Linked DNA regions of Mus musculus: region 2 is linked to region 1. Evidence: chromatin contacts called from public Hi-C data. All regions are on one chromosome and are shown on one strand. The core of a region is the stretch at or near the end of the contact, and the rest is flanking DNA. Distances in the headings are between cores, read along the strand shown.

What was found. Hi-C and Micro-C count contacts between places; a contact is called where the count stands out from the background.
Region 2: a contact with region 1 is called in a Hi-C map of rod photoreceptor, with 2.1 times the contacts expected there. The contact joins two enhancer-like sites. A contact is called at or near these places in 3 of 39 promoter capture datasets (liver and stem cell-derived epiblast-like cells), 1 of 484 Hi-C or Micro-C datasets (rod photoreceptor), 3 of 115 datasets of contacts at active chromatin or transcription factors (cardiomyocytes, embryonic hindbrain and embryonic stem cells) and 2 of 9 other capture datasets (adipose tissue and liver).

Annotation. Positions count from the first base shown.
Region 1 is chr1:157,179,004-157,183,329 of GRCm38.p6, reverse strand. It overlaps Rasal2 (RAS protein activator like 2), which reads left to right. Exons shown (of 18, transcript NM_177644.5): 6 at 4,078-4,231. Among named protein-coding and RNA genes, the nearest start is that of Gm30694, 60 kb to the right of the region's middle. Within about 2 kb of position 2,064, at least 45 of the 459 cell types and tissues checked have an H3K27ac peak or open chromatin away from gene starts, as enhancers often do. A contact at or near this core is called in rod photoreceptor, where this site is marked.
Region 2 is chr1:157,444,485-157,448,585 of GRCm38.p6, reverse strand. No RefSeq gene overlaps it. Among named protein-coding and RNA genes, the nearest start is that of Cryzl2, 12 kb to the left of the region's middle. Within about 2 kb of position 2,070, at least 50 of the 459 cell types and tissues checked have an H3K27ac peak or open chromatin away from gene starts, as enhancers often do. A contact at or near this core is called in rod photoreceptor, where this site is marked.

The DNA.
Region 1 (4,326 bases), core at 815-3,314:
TTCCATAAGTAGCTATGTGTGGCTAACATAAAAAAAAGCAGTAGCATGAGCAGCAAGGGCTGGTTTCACCTACAGCAAGCAGGCCCGTGCAGCTGGAGCTCTCGAGACTCTCAGATGGTGTGTGTTGAGTGCATCAGAGAACACTAGTTAGTGAGTGCTATATAAAGCCTGAGATGGAAAGCCAAGATTCAAGCGAATTAGATGTTTTTCTGCAGATAGAATCACTTGGAAATGTTCACAATATATCTGATCAGTAAAATCCATGGAACTGGAAAAAAAATCTTTTCTTACTGTGAAATCTCAGTTTTAAAATGCGTTAAAAGTGTTGAGATACCCAGGTTTGTTAATTACTCTTTGGGACATTTTCAGAGTGAGTGCCTTAAAATGCATACTGGTTAAGACAGGAGTGCCCTGCAGTACTCAGTGTTTCTTCAAGAATTCAGTGACACAGTTCAGAATCATAACTGCCAACCAAGCAGAAACTCACCTGCACTGAGTCCAGGATTTTGTGTGGCAATAAGCATTTTTAATTAAAAGTTTCCCAATTCCTAAATTTGGAACTGAATCTGTAAACATGTGGCAGATTGAGCTAGCCAACCAAGCATTATTGGAGCTGTCGGGGAAACGTGACTTTAAAAACTCGGATGGGTAAGCTGAGAAAATCCAGCTGTGTTTATTTCAGATTGCACTAATCAGGGTTCTTTTACGCTTTCCTTCTGCACCAGTGCATCCACTGGTTTGTGCACGATGGTTCCCCATCCCCCAGCCATTCACTTCTCTAAGACCCATTTTAAGTAATGAAGTTATATAACAGGCATTTAGTGTGGTAACAGCCTCCCTTGCCTCAATAAGTCAGCAGGTAATCTTCATCAACAATTAGATTTTAACCCATGCTAACCCTACCCTCACACTTCATAAACTGACTAAATGTAGACTGTGATGTTTGTTAATTCAGTGTGCAGTCAACCTCTAGGAAGCTGTTTCCCAGTTAAACTAAGGAACAGTAACATTGGAACCCTGGATTATATTCCTCTCTGGTGCTTATACTAATGGTACAGGGCAAAGGAGAGACGTCAGGAAAAGAATCTGGCCAGCAGTCAAGGAATGCACTCCTTTCATGGCCAAGTCGGGTTTCTTGATGAAGACCCTTGTCAAGGCTCGCCTTGGAAAAGTTGTTTTAAACTCATTATTCTCCCAATAAATCCCCATTCTGTTCCATTAGAAGAGTAAACTGGTGGCACCAGGCTCTAAAACTCAATAATTAGAAGATCTGTGGAAAATCAATTCATGTGAAGACACAGGAAGAGGTAAACATGATTAGAGGTGACCTGGGGTTTCTAATGCCATTTTGAAATAATGCCTCCTTCCCCACTCTTGCCCTGAGACATCCCCAGGCTGTTTGATCTTCTGTTTACTGTAATCATGCTTCTATGGGAATTACTTCTCAGAGACACTGTCTTCTCAATAGAGGAAGAGCCTGCTTATTTATTCAGTAGTAAGGTTGGACATATTAGACTTTGCCTATCGATTCATGTATGTGCATAACCACATTTTGAACTATAGAAGATTCTGAACTATATATTAAATACTGAAATTTCAGTAGCATTTTAAATTATACTTCCAGATGGCTTGGTTAGAATGAGTTTTTATAGCAGATATTAGAAGTTGGGCTCAACTGGAAGAATATTGAAAAAATATCTAATTTAACTCTATTCTAGAGTTAGAAAATAACTTTAAACCAGATAAACCATGCAAAGAGGGTGAGCACTGCAAAGGAAATACCAGGTGTGAGAGATTGTACTTGTAAACAGGGATATAGTGAATATCTAGGAGGAGGGTAGCTAGCAAGCACATGAAACAAGCTAAAGCATCCTAGATCTGTTAGTAGTCTTTAATAAGAGATCATTCCCTACCTCCAGAGCTGCCTCTGTTACCAGCCTTTGACTGAGAATTTAATGGGAATGAGCCCTCCCTGCTCCTTCCCTGCTATTAGAAAGCAGTCACCTTAGCAGAGCCTGTTTGCAGAGCATGCTCCCTGAGCCCTGCCAGCTGCAGCTTCTCCCTGCTGCCTTCTAGCTCTAATCTCCTTAAAGGTGTAGCACCATGGCAACAGGCCCAGCCTAGAGCCCTGGAACCTTGTTTGTGTTACCTGAGGGGCTAGATGCAGCCTGGAGGAATACAGGGACATCACCTGCACTTCAGGCCTTGGATAGAGAGGACTTGTTCTGTTGTTTGTGTTTCTGTCCTGCGTCTGTTGAAGATTTGAGTAACACCTGAAAGGCTTTTTATGCAGCATCAGTAACTGAAGGCATCAGGGAAATCATACTCAGTTGGTTCCTGTCTTCTAAACAGAATTTTCTGAGATATAGTCCAGGAAGTGACTTGCTACATACCGGGACATGTGGCACCGCTATGGTTTGGGGCTGCACTGCCAAGTGGCTGCACAGTTGCTTCATGTAGGTAGACATTTACTTTGTTTTAAATAAAATTAATTGATATTTTAATTTTTGGAGATTATAAAAAAAATAAAAGAAACTTTGTCATAGCTCTTTCTACTTTAAATATACCTTGGCCTTTCCCGGTGATCTGACCATCCCTGAGCTACAGTGGTTTTCCTCCAGCAGTTCCTGAGAAGGATAGCTAGCATTGTTTTCTGTTTGTTTAACAAAGATTGTGGTGTTCTGTTACTTCAATCTGGCATCTGATTCAGCATATTGAGAAAGGCTGCATTATGATAAGTGACTAAGGTTAAAAAAGTATTTATTTATAATTGTATTGTATTGTATTTTCCCCACATAACTTCAAACATGTTTTCTTATCTAGAAGAAAGGGAAATGAATACAACTGTTGCTTTGTCATATTTTGTATACACTATATTTGGTGGCTTTTGTCCCTTTTTGAACATACTTTGCATTATTAGTGGGAAATAGTATGTTGCCTTTTTTACTTAAAAAAATTGCTGTCAGAACACAATATTTTCCAGCCAAACTAGGTGGTGGTTATTATTTGTTGTTTTGTTTTTGTTGTAACAGCAGGCTAAAGTATCCTTACTGCTTCAGATGTTTCTTATTTACTGAGCTTGACTAAGTAGGGTAGAGACCGAAGGTAGTGACCTTAGTGTGAGTTTCCACTATCCTATTGTTCAATAATTTAGACTCTTCTGGCTCCCTTTAGTATTACCCTTGCTCCTAGTAAATGGGGAAGACTGCTTAAAATATTTTACCAAAACAAATGTCTTTTACACAGATATTTCTTTCTAAGACCTTGCACGTGAAGCATATAGTTGTTTCAATTAATAAGTACACTTATTGACGAAAACTGCATGGCCATACATTTCTGAATTTATGAAAATTGTTTTCTATCATAGTTGGTTCCACTAATTTTTACAGTTTACAGTAAGAACGCAGTGAAGCACTAGCTGCTGTAGTGACAAGAGCTAGAATACCTAACTAACTACCTTTCTCTTTAAACAGCCAGCAAAAGAGTCAGCCAAGATGCCTGCCTGCTGACAGTGTCAGCTGCCTTTTGCCGACTTAACGTCTTCTTTTTCTTAACTATATAAGAAGTTTCTTCAAGGCATTCTATTTTTTTATTGATATTTATACTATAAAGCATGTATAGAAGTCAAAGTTTACCAGAAGAGAATTCCATATTAAGATGAAAATCAGGCTGTTTGAAAGACATTCTTGTGCTGAAAAGTTTGTCTTTCTTGCTGTCGCTCTGACTACTACTGCTTGCTTTCTCTTGCTGTATGTGTGGAGTGGGGGTGGGACCTGCCAGCACACAAAGAAGCAAGCTGAGGCTTCAGCTGCTGTCGGGGACAGAAGGGAAAATAAAAATAACATCTGTACAGGAATGTAGGGGTCGTTTGAGGCTTGTAAAATGATATTTTTTTGCTTTGTTGAAGGTGTGTTCATGTATGTGTTCAGTTTATGGATGTAATTGCTAATACTCTTAATATCATAGAATATTTATGTGTTCCTCCTTAGTTTTCTCCCTTCTACATTCGAGCATTTTTCTTAGTCTCCTTTTATTAGACCTTCATGTAACACTGCCTTAAGTATCCTGTCCTTTTAGGTCTCGAGGTCTGCCTAAACTGAAAGAGTCGCGTTCCCATGAGTCCCTGCTGAGCCCATGCAGTGCAGTGGAGTGTCTGGATCTAGGTAGAGGAGAGCCAGTCTCAGTGAAGCCACTGCACAGTAGCATCCTCGGACAGGACTTCTGCTTCGAGGTAAAACATAGGAAGAAGGGTAATACTTTAGCAGTTTCAATGTTTCTGATTTGATTATCTTAACTGGTTTTCAATTACTAAAGTTTTTTTTCTTA
Region 2 (4,101 bases), core at 821-3,320, 270 kb before region 1:
ATGACTGTGCTAGGGAATGATCTAATAGGACAATTCACAGGACTAGCCATGGAGATAGACTGTCTACTACCATCGTGAAGCAACATTCCTGGAAATGCCCCCCCCCCAACATCTCTCCCCACCCCCCAAGAAAGGAAACTTCGATTTCCCTGGGATAAACAAGCTTTCTAGAGAGAGAGGCTCTGTCACAGACAATTTGTGAACTCGCCAATTACAAGCTCAAGTTCCACCCAAATACACACAATCAAAGGCTTTTACCAAGGCCATCATTATATGTGCATGGGCTTCCTGCTGTCTGGGGAACGTTTTTTAACACTGCAGTGGTGCAGGGGAAAAAATGTCATCAAAGCATCGAGGTAGAGATGGTTTGCCTAGAGTGGCAGGGTCTTTTTTTCCACCTGATGGCTTACTTCACCTTGTCCTTTTAATGCCACAGCCTGGGAGGGAGCGAAGGAAACCAAGAGGAAAAGAGTGGGCTGGGTTGTGCATGTAATTTGTCTCACCATTTTAGACGGCTCTTTTAATGAGCTTTCTCATTAAGGGCTCTGTGAGTTTATGCTTAAAGTTTTCCGGAAAAGCCGATTAGCCAGCTGAAATCAGATGGCACCTTCCCAGCCGTGGCTTCTTTTCCAGGTACTGAAAGAGAGACTATGTAAGAAGAGAGACCTGACCTAGCAAATATGAAAGCAAATGATGTAACGTTAGGCAATCCCTACGAAAATACTAGTGGTCATCAATTATTAGATTATCGGAGGCATCGGTGATAGCTTTGCTCTGTTCAACTTGTTCCTGAGAACAGAGAGGATAATTGTCTTGTGCTATCCTAGCCCTGAGCTCGGATTTCCTGTAGAGCGCATATTATATTGCATCAAAGATAAAGTGCCCTCTGGGCTTTGACCCCTGAAAGTTGGGCACTCAGTCTTACCTAGTCCTCCTTCTTATTTCCAGGCCCCAGTGCAGCACTCAGATCCAGTATTAAATCCAAATCCACTAAATAAGGTTCACCATTGCACTGACCCAATGAGGGGCCACCAGGACAGGAAAAAGTGCATCAATGATTTAAGTGAGTACCAGGCTGCACACCAGAGAACTTGATCAAGTGGCAGGACTCCACAAACATTTTAATGTGCTGACAGCCCCTAAGTAGGGCAACAGCCTTCAGTTAAAACTGTCCAGAGGGAGAGATGTATTGAGATCCAGGGAGACAATTGCTTTGTTGCTATGAGCATCCTCTGTTGGGTTTCTGAGTATGAATGGGTCCTTTTCATAACGGAGAGCTGGATGTGGCTTTTGCTTTGTTTGCCTTGCCAGTGAGTTTACTTAACAGAATCCAAGCACAGATGCACGAAAGTGAATCCTAGCTGTTGCCTATGCTTGAGCCGATTGTCCAGGATACCCACGCTTCTGCTTGGATGGTACAAATAATGCCCTACTCCCAGTGCCTCTAGAGACTTCGGGATATGATATATTTGCACAGCTTAACACAGTGTTGGCCATAAGGATATGTATCATGAGGCATAAAACAAGAAGGGGGGCTGGAGCTACCCGTCATTACTGATTCACTGGACTGTGTAGAAACACCAAGAGGGGGTGATACAATCCTTCCCAAAATGTTTGCTGAATGACCCAGCCCCTGACCCCCACCCCTTTACAAGTCTGGTGAAGAATAAATAGTCTAGTGTCCATGCCAGGGATGCTTGCTCTGTCTCTCTGTCTCTGTCTCTCCATCTCTCCCTCCTCTCTCCGTCTACACACACACACACACACACACACACACACACACACAGAGTCAGTGAGCAGTGAATGGTCCATGCCCAGCGACATCAAAATGAGCTTGGATGTTCTCACATCGAGTGCGTAGGCCCTTTGCGGTGCAATCAAGGACAGCAGCAGCAGATCCCTGAAGGTGCTGATGAAGAAAAGAGTTGGTCTTCCAACTGGTATGGCACCCTATGGGTTGGCATGTATAGTTTAGGCAAACCCCCCAGATGGTTCTGCTTCCTGCTCAAGTTCAAGGACTTCTGGCCTGGCAGAGCCTCCGGTCACTAGAGGGCAGCCTGAAGCAGCCTTTTCGAGCGCTTCTCCCTTGCCAACTGCCAAAGCTGTGGTGCCCATGTTGTTCTGGCCAGTAGCTTGCCAGCCCACCCAGGAACCGGTTTCCTTCCAGAAACTTGTCTCGTTGCCACAGCACTGAATATATCCTGCATGCATTTCACAGTGGCACTATCAGAAATCCGATTCCCAGAGAAAAATGAGTCCTTAAAGATGTACAGATTGTGCATTCTCAAACATTAGATATTGGAAGAATCGAAGGCATTCTTCCTACTCCCAAAAAGTTCAAAGATAAGGCAAAACTATAAAGATATCTTTTTTAAAAGATTATAATGAGTTAGCAGTTTTCAAGTTAATAGAATAGAGTGGTAAGTTAGACATAGATGCTTGCCTATATTCATCAAGGAGCCCCAGGCCCAAGGGGGCTGAATGGCATCATTGCAGACTAAGATGTTTGTAAATTATTGTGGGGAGGGTAGGATGAAAGGGGACCTTGGAATAAAGTGAGACCCAGAGTCTAACTCAAGGCCTTCTCCTGGTGCCTCAGCGGGTACTTTAAATATCATCAGCCATCAATTTTCATATTGGCACAGTGTTGTGGATTCAATACAAGCTTGCAGAGCACTACTGGGTGCCAAGCTCTGGGAATACAATGGTAGGTAGACAAGACAGAGACCTTCATACCGCCCTCAGCCATTTACAGTCCAGTGTGGGAAATGAATGAGCAGTTCTGAATCAACGTACTGGGTGGCAGGTAAGGTAGGGTCTGTGAGTGTCCGTAGGAGAGAAGCCTAACTCAGGGTCCAGGTGAAGAAAGAAGGAAGGCTTCCTGGAGGTAGAGCCCTCCAGTGGGATCATCGAATACAGGAGTTAGAAGCAAAGAAAGGTCAGGGAAGAGAGGAAGCAAGGCCTATTTAAGGAACTGAAAGAAGAGCCTGTAAGTGGGTAAGAGGGAGCCCAAGAGGCAGAGCCCAGCATTTAAGAAGCCTGTTCTAGGGCTGGTGAGATGGCTCAGTGGGTTAGAGCACCCGACTGCTCTTCCGAAGGTCCAGAGTTCAAATCCCAGCAACCACATGGTGGCTCACAACCATCTGTAACAAGATCTGACCCCCTCTTCTGAGTGTCTGAAGACAGCTACAATGTACTTACATATAATAAATAAATAAATAAATAAATAAATAAATCTTTTAAAAAAAAAAAAAAAAAGAAGAAGCCTGTTCTAGTGGGGATATTCGGTAATAACCCTTAGGGCACTTGGGAATCGCTAAAGGGTCAGGAGTAGTGGTGGGAGTCAGGTCCCCACATTTGGGAGCGCCTGCTGATGCAGGGTCAACGCTACCTCGGAACACTAGCAAACAAGTCTGCAGGACTCCGCCTTGCCCTTTAACTGGACCTTTCCGGTTTCCTTCCTCCGTCCATATTCATCAGTTTTCCCTGAAACTCTTTCAAAACAGAGCTCTATTTTAAGGTCATCTTCACTGGGAAGGAAGCAAGAAGAACCTAGCATGTGACTGTCATGCTTGCTGGACTTACTTGCCTGCCCTCAAGTCCCAGCGTTCCTTGCAGCAGGTGATCTCTAAGGAAGGACAGGGACAGAGGGAGGCAGGGGGATACCAAGTCCCAAACCTGTTTTCTTCTAGGTTAGACAGATTCACACTTGTCTTATGAAGGCAAGACAGAGAGGAAAACGCAGAATCTTTTGGGTCCCTGCCCAGAACATATGCAAAATGTACAGAGAGGCCTTGTCTCCCCCGGGGGGGGGGGGGTAGCTGATGCTCAGGTCTTTCCTTTGGCCCATGTGTCCAAATGTAAAACCCCTAATCCAGCCTCCAGTCCTGAGCTACAGGTTGCTCAGAAGCAGGTGATAACAGTAAACTTTAATGACCAGCAGGCTCGCCGGGAAGCACAGCCGTTTAAGCCTTATTTAATTAAAGTCTAATTCTATGCTTGTTTGCCTAAAGACTGATATAAAAAAGCTCCCACTGCCAGCAGGTTTAATGGACTCCACCCCACGTCTATCCCACGGTAGCCTATACTCTATTCTCGTTT